Regions from separate parts of the Gossypium hirsutum genome. Here regions 2 and 3 are each linked to region 1. A link is a contact called in public Hi-C data. All regions are on one chromosome and are shown on one strand. The core of a region is the stretch at or near the end of the contact, and the rest is flanking DNA. Distances in the headings are between cores, read along the strand shown.

Region 1 (2,700 bases), core at 188-2,687:
CTTGTAAAACAGTAAATTGATATTTTAATTAAATTCAATTGTTTAAATTAAGAATTATGGAAAAATAAAAAATAAGGGTGGGGGCAAATAAAAAATAAAAAATCCTTTAATTACAAGTTTTTACAAAATTTGTCGTCATCTTCCAATCCGACATAAAGAGAAGATTAACTAGCAACATAAACATGATGTGGGCAAGTTGATTGGTTGTGGTCCAATGTTCGGCACACCGTGCACTATTTGAGTTCGACGAGGATTCGAAATGACATGGATGTTAGGGAGACGAGGATTCAAAAAGATTAGAACTCATAATACTTTTGGAGAATTTTGTATTTACGTTTTGAGGATTCTTTATTTTCGAGGTTTAGTTTTTATTTCCATCTTTTGTACTCTTCGTTATTTTGTAATTATAGTAAAATTATATTTAGCCATGGTTTTTTATTCTCTTTAGAGAGTTTTTTTCACATTAAATTTGTGTGTTCAATTTCTCAATTTCTTTCGCTATTTTTTGATATTATTTTAACGATTATGTTTTAACAAAAGTATTTTTTAACTCATTATATATAATTTCCACTGAGAAGGTTGATTGGATTGTGGAACCCTCAACTGGTTAGGCTCATGAAAGGATAACCACAATCCTTCCTAACTGCTCTCCTCTGCAACATGCACACACAGGCTTTGATGATTTATAAAGATTTCGTATACAATTATACAACATCCCTTACCCGCACAAACTTTGACATTCACAAATGTCGAGATATCTCTAAAAAATGTATTTTGTGAAATTGAAGTCGAGTTAGAACTACTTTTGAAATCCGCAATATTGTGGTTAAAATCCTTCTAGAACCCTTATATTATGGTTTAAATTTTGCTATTATTCCTTACTCTATACATAAGTTTATAGATTTAGTCCTTATAAATTAATGTGGTCATTTTAAGTTCCTATACTTTTTCGAATTTTAACATTTCAGTTATGACCAAATGGTTCATTAAGTTATTTTACTTTCAAAATCTTATACGGGAAAGATCTTATCACATGTATAATGCTATGCCAACTTACTATTTTCACATATTACTTACAAAAAAACTAGTTAATAAATTTAACGGATGGCGCTTGGGTTAAAACTAACGTTTCAAAATGTGAAAAAGTATAGGGTTTAAGAATGATCAAATTGAAGACCGTAGACTAATTACAAGACTACAAGCAAAATTGATCCAAATTAATTTAATTGCTGCCGATTGGATTAGAACTAAAAAAGTACAAGAATTAAGATGGATTAAATTAAAATATATAAATATTAAATTTACAATTTAAAACTAATATAGGGAGTAATAGCAAATTTTAACGTTGATTACAATGTTGGAGATTGGGTTTGGTTGACTAAAAGAGGGACGTCAAGTTCTGGCGTTGTCCAAGATACAGCAAATTCTCATTGTTTATGATATAGTTTTTGGGGGGACACACCACTTTGGGAGTTTGGACCCAAATCTAAACATGCAGACGATACTATGGACCACTCTGTATGGCAAAATTGGGCCCAAATAACCCTTAAAAAGAATGGGAGAAAGAAAGTTCAGGCTTTTTACAAAAGAAGAAGATTTATCTTTTTGAAGAGCGTTGTTAGTAAAACTTGATTATCAAAAGAAAATAAATGAAAGATTCATTGTTGAATATAAAGTAGGGTCAAAAATAAACCCATCATGATTCATTGTAGATCCCAACAAAAAGCAAGATTTGATTTATCATTATTATCCAAATAACACCGAAATTTCAAAGAGATCTAATCCTCCTTGATTAAGATTTGTGGGGTAACCAATGTGTTTTCCCACCATCTTGAGTGTCCCATTAAGCATGCTATGCTAATAAAATTCAATCATTAATGTCTAAATGTGGACTTATTTCTTATTTGATTGCATAGAAGTGCATGCCATGAAGAATATTTAGGGGAAAAAGAAAAAGCAAACCTTCTTTTTTGACCTCAATCTATTGAGAGGATAATTAAAGTGAAACCATAATTTATTGTACTAATTTGTCTCTAGCTCACCACAATAAACGTTGACAAGTATTTTTTTTAGTTTATCATCCTTTAATATTTATATATATTTGTTAATTTTGTCCTTCAATTTTTTTAAATTAAATTCGATCATCAAGTGCTTTCGAATTTGTATTTGTCAATTTATCTTCCTTAATGATCCATGTAATCTTTAGCTGGGGAGTCTTTACGCCATTAACATCCATAGTAGGACGCTCTTAACCATTTAGCACCACCTTCCAAGGTTTCTCGTCCAAAGACTTAATAAAGACACCCATCCATGCTTTCCAGTGGCATAGATGGAACTATCAAGTATAATGGGTCTTCAAATTGAGTTTCCTTCCATCTTTAAGCAATTCAACAACATGGTCTTTTCCTTAATCACGTTTTAATTTTTTTTTATAAAATCGTTTCTTTTACATGCATGTGCGAACGCGGCCAGTCGTTCTTCTTTGAGATAAATGACTTAATTATTATTTGATAGTAATTAACTTTTTATTAAGAAAGATATAATGATTACCATGAGATAAAATAAATCATATTAAGAGAATAAATTTATCCCAAAGAGATTAAGGATATCTTATTAGGGTAACACATTTATAACAAGGTCATTGGACGAGTACTGATCTAGTTACTTTTGTAATGGTATGTCATTGCGCAGATCTCAGTC
Region 2 (2,700 bases), core at 76-2,575, 37 kb after region 1:
CTTCTGTTCTGAAAATCCCAAATTTTATTGCCATAAATTACAATCATACTAAGAAAATCTTTCACTTGTCTTACCAAAACAAAACATAAGAAATTGTAGAGGCTTTCAAGCAGTGAATATTACCTTAACATCAATTCCCACAACAGCCCCACCATTCTTCAATGGACCCAAACTCTGACAAGCAACCTATAACAATATGAAAAATCCATATACAGATCAACAGGGACTCAGAAAAAGAAGAGAAGCAACTTTTTGAAGCAAAAGGGAAAAACCTGAAGCCAAGCACCAGGGGCACAACCAAGGTCAAGAACTGAAAAACCTGGCTTTATTAACTTATATTGATTCTGTATTTGAAGCAACTGAAAACCAAGCAAGAATTTATTAAAAAGAAATGAAACGATGAAAAGAAAAAGTAATGAAAACCGAAACCTTGAAAGCTGAACGAGCAACATAGCCGAGACGTTGAGCTTCCCTGTAGAAAAAATCGGGTGCTCCACCTCCACTCATCGATGCCAAATTTCTAAAACTCTCTTTGATGTAAAACCCTGCTCTGGGTTTTTTACTTTTTTCTCAAAGGCCTCGAAGCTCCCATTTGTGCTTAAGCCTGTAATTGTGGGCCGTTTTGCGAAGTGGAATTTTGAAAATCAGACGACCCTTTATCTATCAATTCAGCATTTGCCGGTCAGACCCATGGGCTTAACTTGACTTGGTTTAGCCCTAGCTTGACCCCAACCTGATATATAACGTTGGATAAAATATGTAAAGAAAGCTAGACGTGGAAGTTTGAAATTCTGTGAAACTGAAATCCATCCAAGTGCTTCTCCTTTGATCAATTGTTTAATTATCTTAGAATGACAATAAAATTTAACAGTTGATACTGCTGCACTACCATGTTGCTTCAACTCTCTTTTCTTTTCCTTTTGGTTGTCAGCTGCATCGTATCAGTTTTGAACTTCCCATCCAAATTCATTCCTCAATGGTTCCCAATTCCAGTTCATCTTGGTACTTCAATTCTGCCAACACAAACCACAGGGTTATGAGCAGTGAGTGCAAAAACAATGGCGCTCCCAAACACAAATATCAACATTTAAATATACTCTAAAAACCCAGAAGCTAATTCACCAAACTCAGGCTCAAATCGAATATGGAGACCAAACCCAGATTCTAACTCTCAATTCTAATCCCACCCATGGAGCTCAACTTCAAAAATAAAAAAAAATTTGGACCATTTCTCGATTTGTGCGTGTCATCCTTGCGCAGGGGCCATGCTAATCTTCTCTGTATCGTTCCAATTTTATCGGATGTCCCCGAGGGGACAGCCTAAGCTGGCTGCTGTTTCTATATAAACTCTTTCAATGCTTTGTTCTTAACTGATGTGGGATATCTAGTTGGTTCGCAACCAGATCATGAACTAGCCTACCTCATCCTGACTAAGTCCCAAGGTGTGGGCTGGATCAGGCCTAGGTGTCGCTCAAATCAAAATCCGTGGGCTGTTGACGTGTCACAACTCCCTCAACTGGAAGAATGGGTCCGAGTCAGCCCAGCTGATCACTAGCATATTGGCTTAGATTATTATTAAAGTTTGAATTGCTAGTGTTGTTCATGTTTCATTACACTTCTCATACAGCCTTAATAGAAGAAAAAAAGGAAGAAATTTTGGAAATAATTGGATGATTTCCAACAATCCAGATAAATGGTAAAGACAATTTAGGATGACTTCTTTTATCAAAGTCACAAATGAAAGAGCCTGGAGATCTATTTTAAATGGTTGGGAACAACCTTTTACTAAAGAATCAGGTGTCAAGATCCCAAAACCTGAAGTGCAATGGACTACAGAAGAAAAGAGGCTTGAAAGTGCTAACTTGAAAGCTTTCAATGCAATCTTTTGCGATGTAGATGGATAAGAGTTCAAACGAATCTCTAAATGCAAGATTGCAGAGAAAGCCTGGGGTGTCCTTCAAACTGCTCATGAAGGTACAAGCATAGTAAAACGATCAAAACTGTAGATGCTCACTACTAAATTTGAGAAGCTAAGACTGTAGAAGAATGAAACAGTTGGGGAATTCTATGCCAAACTCTCTGACTTATCCGACCAGGCTTTTGCCCTTGGAGATGAATACATAAACTTTAAACTGGTCAGAAGGTGCCTTCGATCATTTCTTGAAAGGTTTAGTATCAAAGCAACTACCATTGAAGAAACCAAGGACATTGATACAATGGGCATTGATGAGTTGATTAGATCCCTTCAAACCTTTGAGATCAACCTAGATGAAGCAAAGAGAAATATAAGAAAAGGAGAAAAGAGCATTGCATTACAATTTATTGAAACAATGCTCACTAAGCATGGCACTGCTATAGAAGTGATGCAAGAACAAATCACCTTAGAATCCTCAACAAGGAAAACCCAAAGGAGTTGTCATCAATGAGGAAGCTGCTAGAGATAAAAAGAAGGGAATTCAATGCCATGAATGTCATGGCTATGGACATATTTAAGAAGCCCATGCAAACACCCACTACAACAAAACTATCAAATTGCGACGAATTTCCTATGTGATGTTCAAAATAACATCACAAAAAAAATACTATAAACGTCATGAAAACAAATAATCATCACATTTAATAGTTGATGATGTTTCTTATATGACAATTAGAAAAATTTCATAAGTTTATGTCACTAATTGTTTGGCGCCAAAATTTACC
Region 3 (2,700 bases), core at 190-2,689, 35 kb before region 1:
CATCGAAACAAAGCGGAAGCAAACTCACACGAAAGAGCAATGAAAGATGTCGACCTTAGGCAGTTTCTTTGCTTAAAAATGCGTAAGTCAGCCTAACTCGCAATGATAAAGGATTCAACAGCAAAAACGCCTAAGCTGGTCTAACTTGCAATGATAAAGAATTCAACAGAATTCCCTCAAGGTACCCATGAAGAACAGCAGAAGAACGAAGTAAGAACGAACGTTAAAAAATGAACGAAAGTCACAGAAAAGCAAGGACACTTGAGAGAAAAGTTTGAGTGAATACTCTCAAAATTATTATTGATAACTTAATAAATTACAATGAGCAAGGAGGTCTCTATTTATAGTTGAGCCTCAAAGTCCATCAAAGGCTACAATTAAAAGTTGTATACAATTAGAACTCTAAGACACAATTAGAAGCCGTATACAATTAGAACTCTAAGATTACATAATCAGATCTTCTTGGATCACTTCCCATATTTACCAGGCTCTTGGGATGGGCTTTTAATCTCTCCAGGCAACGGGCCAGTTTGGTTGGGCCAAATGACCTCCCTCAAATACGATGGATCGCACAAGTTTGTCATGGTTGCGTGCTCCCATGCGCAACCCATGACACTTGCAGGCTAGGAGTCTACCATTGATAATTTCAAATAATGAATTTGTTTTGTATAAAGAAATAACAATTTTAGTTACTTGTGCTGGTTCCGTGTTTGCTAAGGAATATTGTTCAAAGAACTATTGAGAAACTAACATATTTCTTTTGAAAATAGTGCAAAAGCTGATGAAAATGCAAGAAAACTCGCTGATGATCTCAAGGTTTGTTTGTTGCTCATGCCTTTATCTTCAATTCTACATAGTTTCTTGTTGGTTTCGGAATTGCGAGAATTGACAATATGGCTTGACCATCGTTTATACAGAGGAACTCCATAATAGGATAATTCAAATGGAGAAAGAATTAGATGGAAAACGGGCATTAGAATTGAAACTTCAGCAACTAAGAAAGAGATTGACTGTTTTGAAGCAGGTTGAGGCAAGTATTAAGAAGTTGAGAGAAATGGACATTAAGCTTGAGGAAGTAGAAGAATTATTCAGTTATTATCTTATCAGGGTGAATAAGAGCAACAATAACCTCAAGGATGCTCGCAAAGAACAGATTTAGGTGAGTTCTTTTTTAACTGACCATTTTCTTTTTAAAAATTAACTGATGCGATACTCATTCCCCATCTATGCACGTTAGCATTGCACATTAAAATTTATTTTAACTGATCATTTTCTTTTTAAAAATTGCTTCACACACTGGTGATACTCATTAAAAATATATTATTTTTTCTCCACCGTGAATTTCATATTTTTCGCAGATATTTTAAAAAATATATAATAGTGATTATACCCAAAAAAAAAAAATTCATGATAAGGGGTAAAAGGAATGGTGTTGCTGGTTAGTGAAGTGACACCAACTAGTACCATTTTTGTATATAGTTATTCTTGTAATTAATTAATATTTTTAGATTATTTATATAAAAAACCTTGGTTTGATGTTCGGCTTTGCTCGGAACGGATACAATTTACAGTTTTGGTCGGGGTTTGGTTTGTTTTTTTTACTGTTGAACAGTGAATGTCTCGATATGTATTATGTAGAGATTTGCAATAGCCTGCTGTCTGTGCTTGGTCTACTACGATAAGACCAACACCGGAAAACCTTCAGACGTGCTACTTGACCACCTTTTCCCGCCTGCATGAGCTGCTACGATTTCTTAAAAACCCAACACCGTCTCCTTCAATTACTCAAATCTAGCTCAGCTTTTCCTTTCCTTATATCCACCCAGTCTCTGCACGCCCTTGCCATCACCTTCGGCCCTTACGCCTCCCAACCCATCTTTTTATTCAACAATATCATCTCTCAGTATGCATCACTCGGGCATTTACCAGTGGCACGCAAAGTGTTTGACAATATGACCAACAGAAATACAGTATCGTTTAGTTCGATGATCACTGCCTATGGTAAATCTGGGGACCTCTGGGCCGCTTGCGAATTGTTTTCTTCGATGAGGAGTTATGGTTTTTTGCCTACTCCCTATGTGTTGGCGGGACTCTTATCGTCGCAGGCATTGAGTCTCTCTGGTGGGGTTCAATTACAAGCATTGGTTGTCAAGAATGGATTGTTCTTCGCAGATTCCTTTGTCGGTACTGCTTTGTTAGGTCTGTATGGAAGGTACGGGTGCGTTTCTGAGGCACTCCAGGCATTTGATCACATGCCGAGGAAGAGTTTGGTAACATGGAACTCAATTATTTCTTTGTGTGCACATCATGGTTTGGTTAAAGATTGTATGCTTTTGTTTCGTGAGCTCCAGAGGGTGGAGGCCTCTTTGTCTGACTCTTCATTTGTGGGCGTTTTGTCTGGCTTGAAAGGTGAGCTTGATTTGGAATTTGGAGAACAGATACATGGTTTAGTGATTAAATGTGGTTTTGATCATGAAGTTACTGTTACAAATTCTCTTATTAATGCATATGTCAAATGTGCGCAAATCTGCTTAGCAGAAAAAGTCTTTGAGGGGATGCGTATTACTGATGTTGTGTCCTGGAATACAATTATTGGAGCATTGGAAAAGGATGAACATCCTCAAAAAGCTTTAGGCTTCTTCTTCCAAATGTCCTGGGAAGGAATGATGCCAAACCATACTACTTTCGTTATTATAATTG

What was found. Hi-C and Micro-C count contacts between places; a contact is called where the count stands out from the background.
Region 2: a Hi-C map of leaf shows a contact between it and region 1, with 2.0 times the contacts expected there. The contact joins the promoter of LOC107955133 here to the enhancer-like site in region 1. A contact is called at or near these places in 10 of 34 Hi-C or Micro-C datasets (anther, callus, cotyledon and 2 more).
Region 3: a Hi-C map of leaf shows a contact between it and region 1, with 1.8 times the contacts expected there. The contact joins the promoter of LOC107955130 here to the enhancer-like site in region 1. A contact is called at or near these places in 6 of 34 Hi-C or Micro-C datasets (anther, callus and leaf).

The regions. Positions count from the first base shown.
Region 1 is chrD04:11,857,809-11,860,508 of Gossypium_hirsutum_v2.1, forward strand. No RefSeq gene overlaps it. Among protein-coding and RNA genes, the nearest start is that of LOC107955132, 16 kb to the left of the region's middle. Within about 2 kb of position 1,438, at least 3 of the 9 cell types and tissues checked have an H3K27ac peak or open chromatin away from gene starts, as enhancers often do. A contact at or near this core is called in hypocotyl and leaf, where this site is marked.
Region 2 is chrD04:11,894,685-11,897,384 of Gossypium_hirsutum_v2.1, forward strand. It overlaps LOC107955133 (ribosomal RNA large subunit methyltransferase E), which reads right to left and starts at 1,326. Exons shown (of 6, transcript XM_041091975.1): 1 at 890-1,326; 2 at 273-733; 3 at 124-186; 4 at 1-3. The coding sequence starts at 452. LOC121216455 (U6 spliceosomal RNA) reads right to left here and starts at 1,317; the gene lies at 1,215-1,317.
Region 3 is chrD04:11,823,144-11,825,843 of Gossypium_hirsutum_v2.1, forward strand. LOC107955130 (pentatricopeptide repeat-containing protein At3g58590) reads left to right here and starts at 1,440. Exons shown (of 2, transcript XM_016890853.2): 1 at 1,440-2,700. The coding sequence starts at 1,737.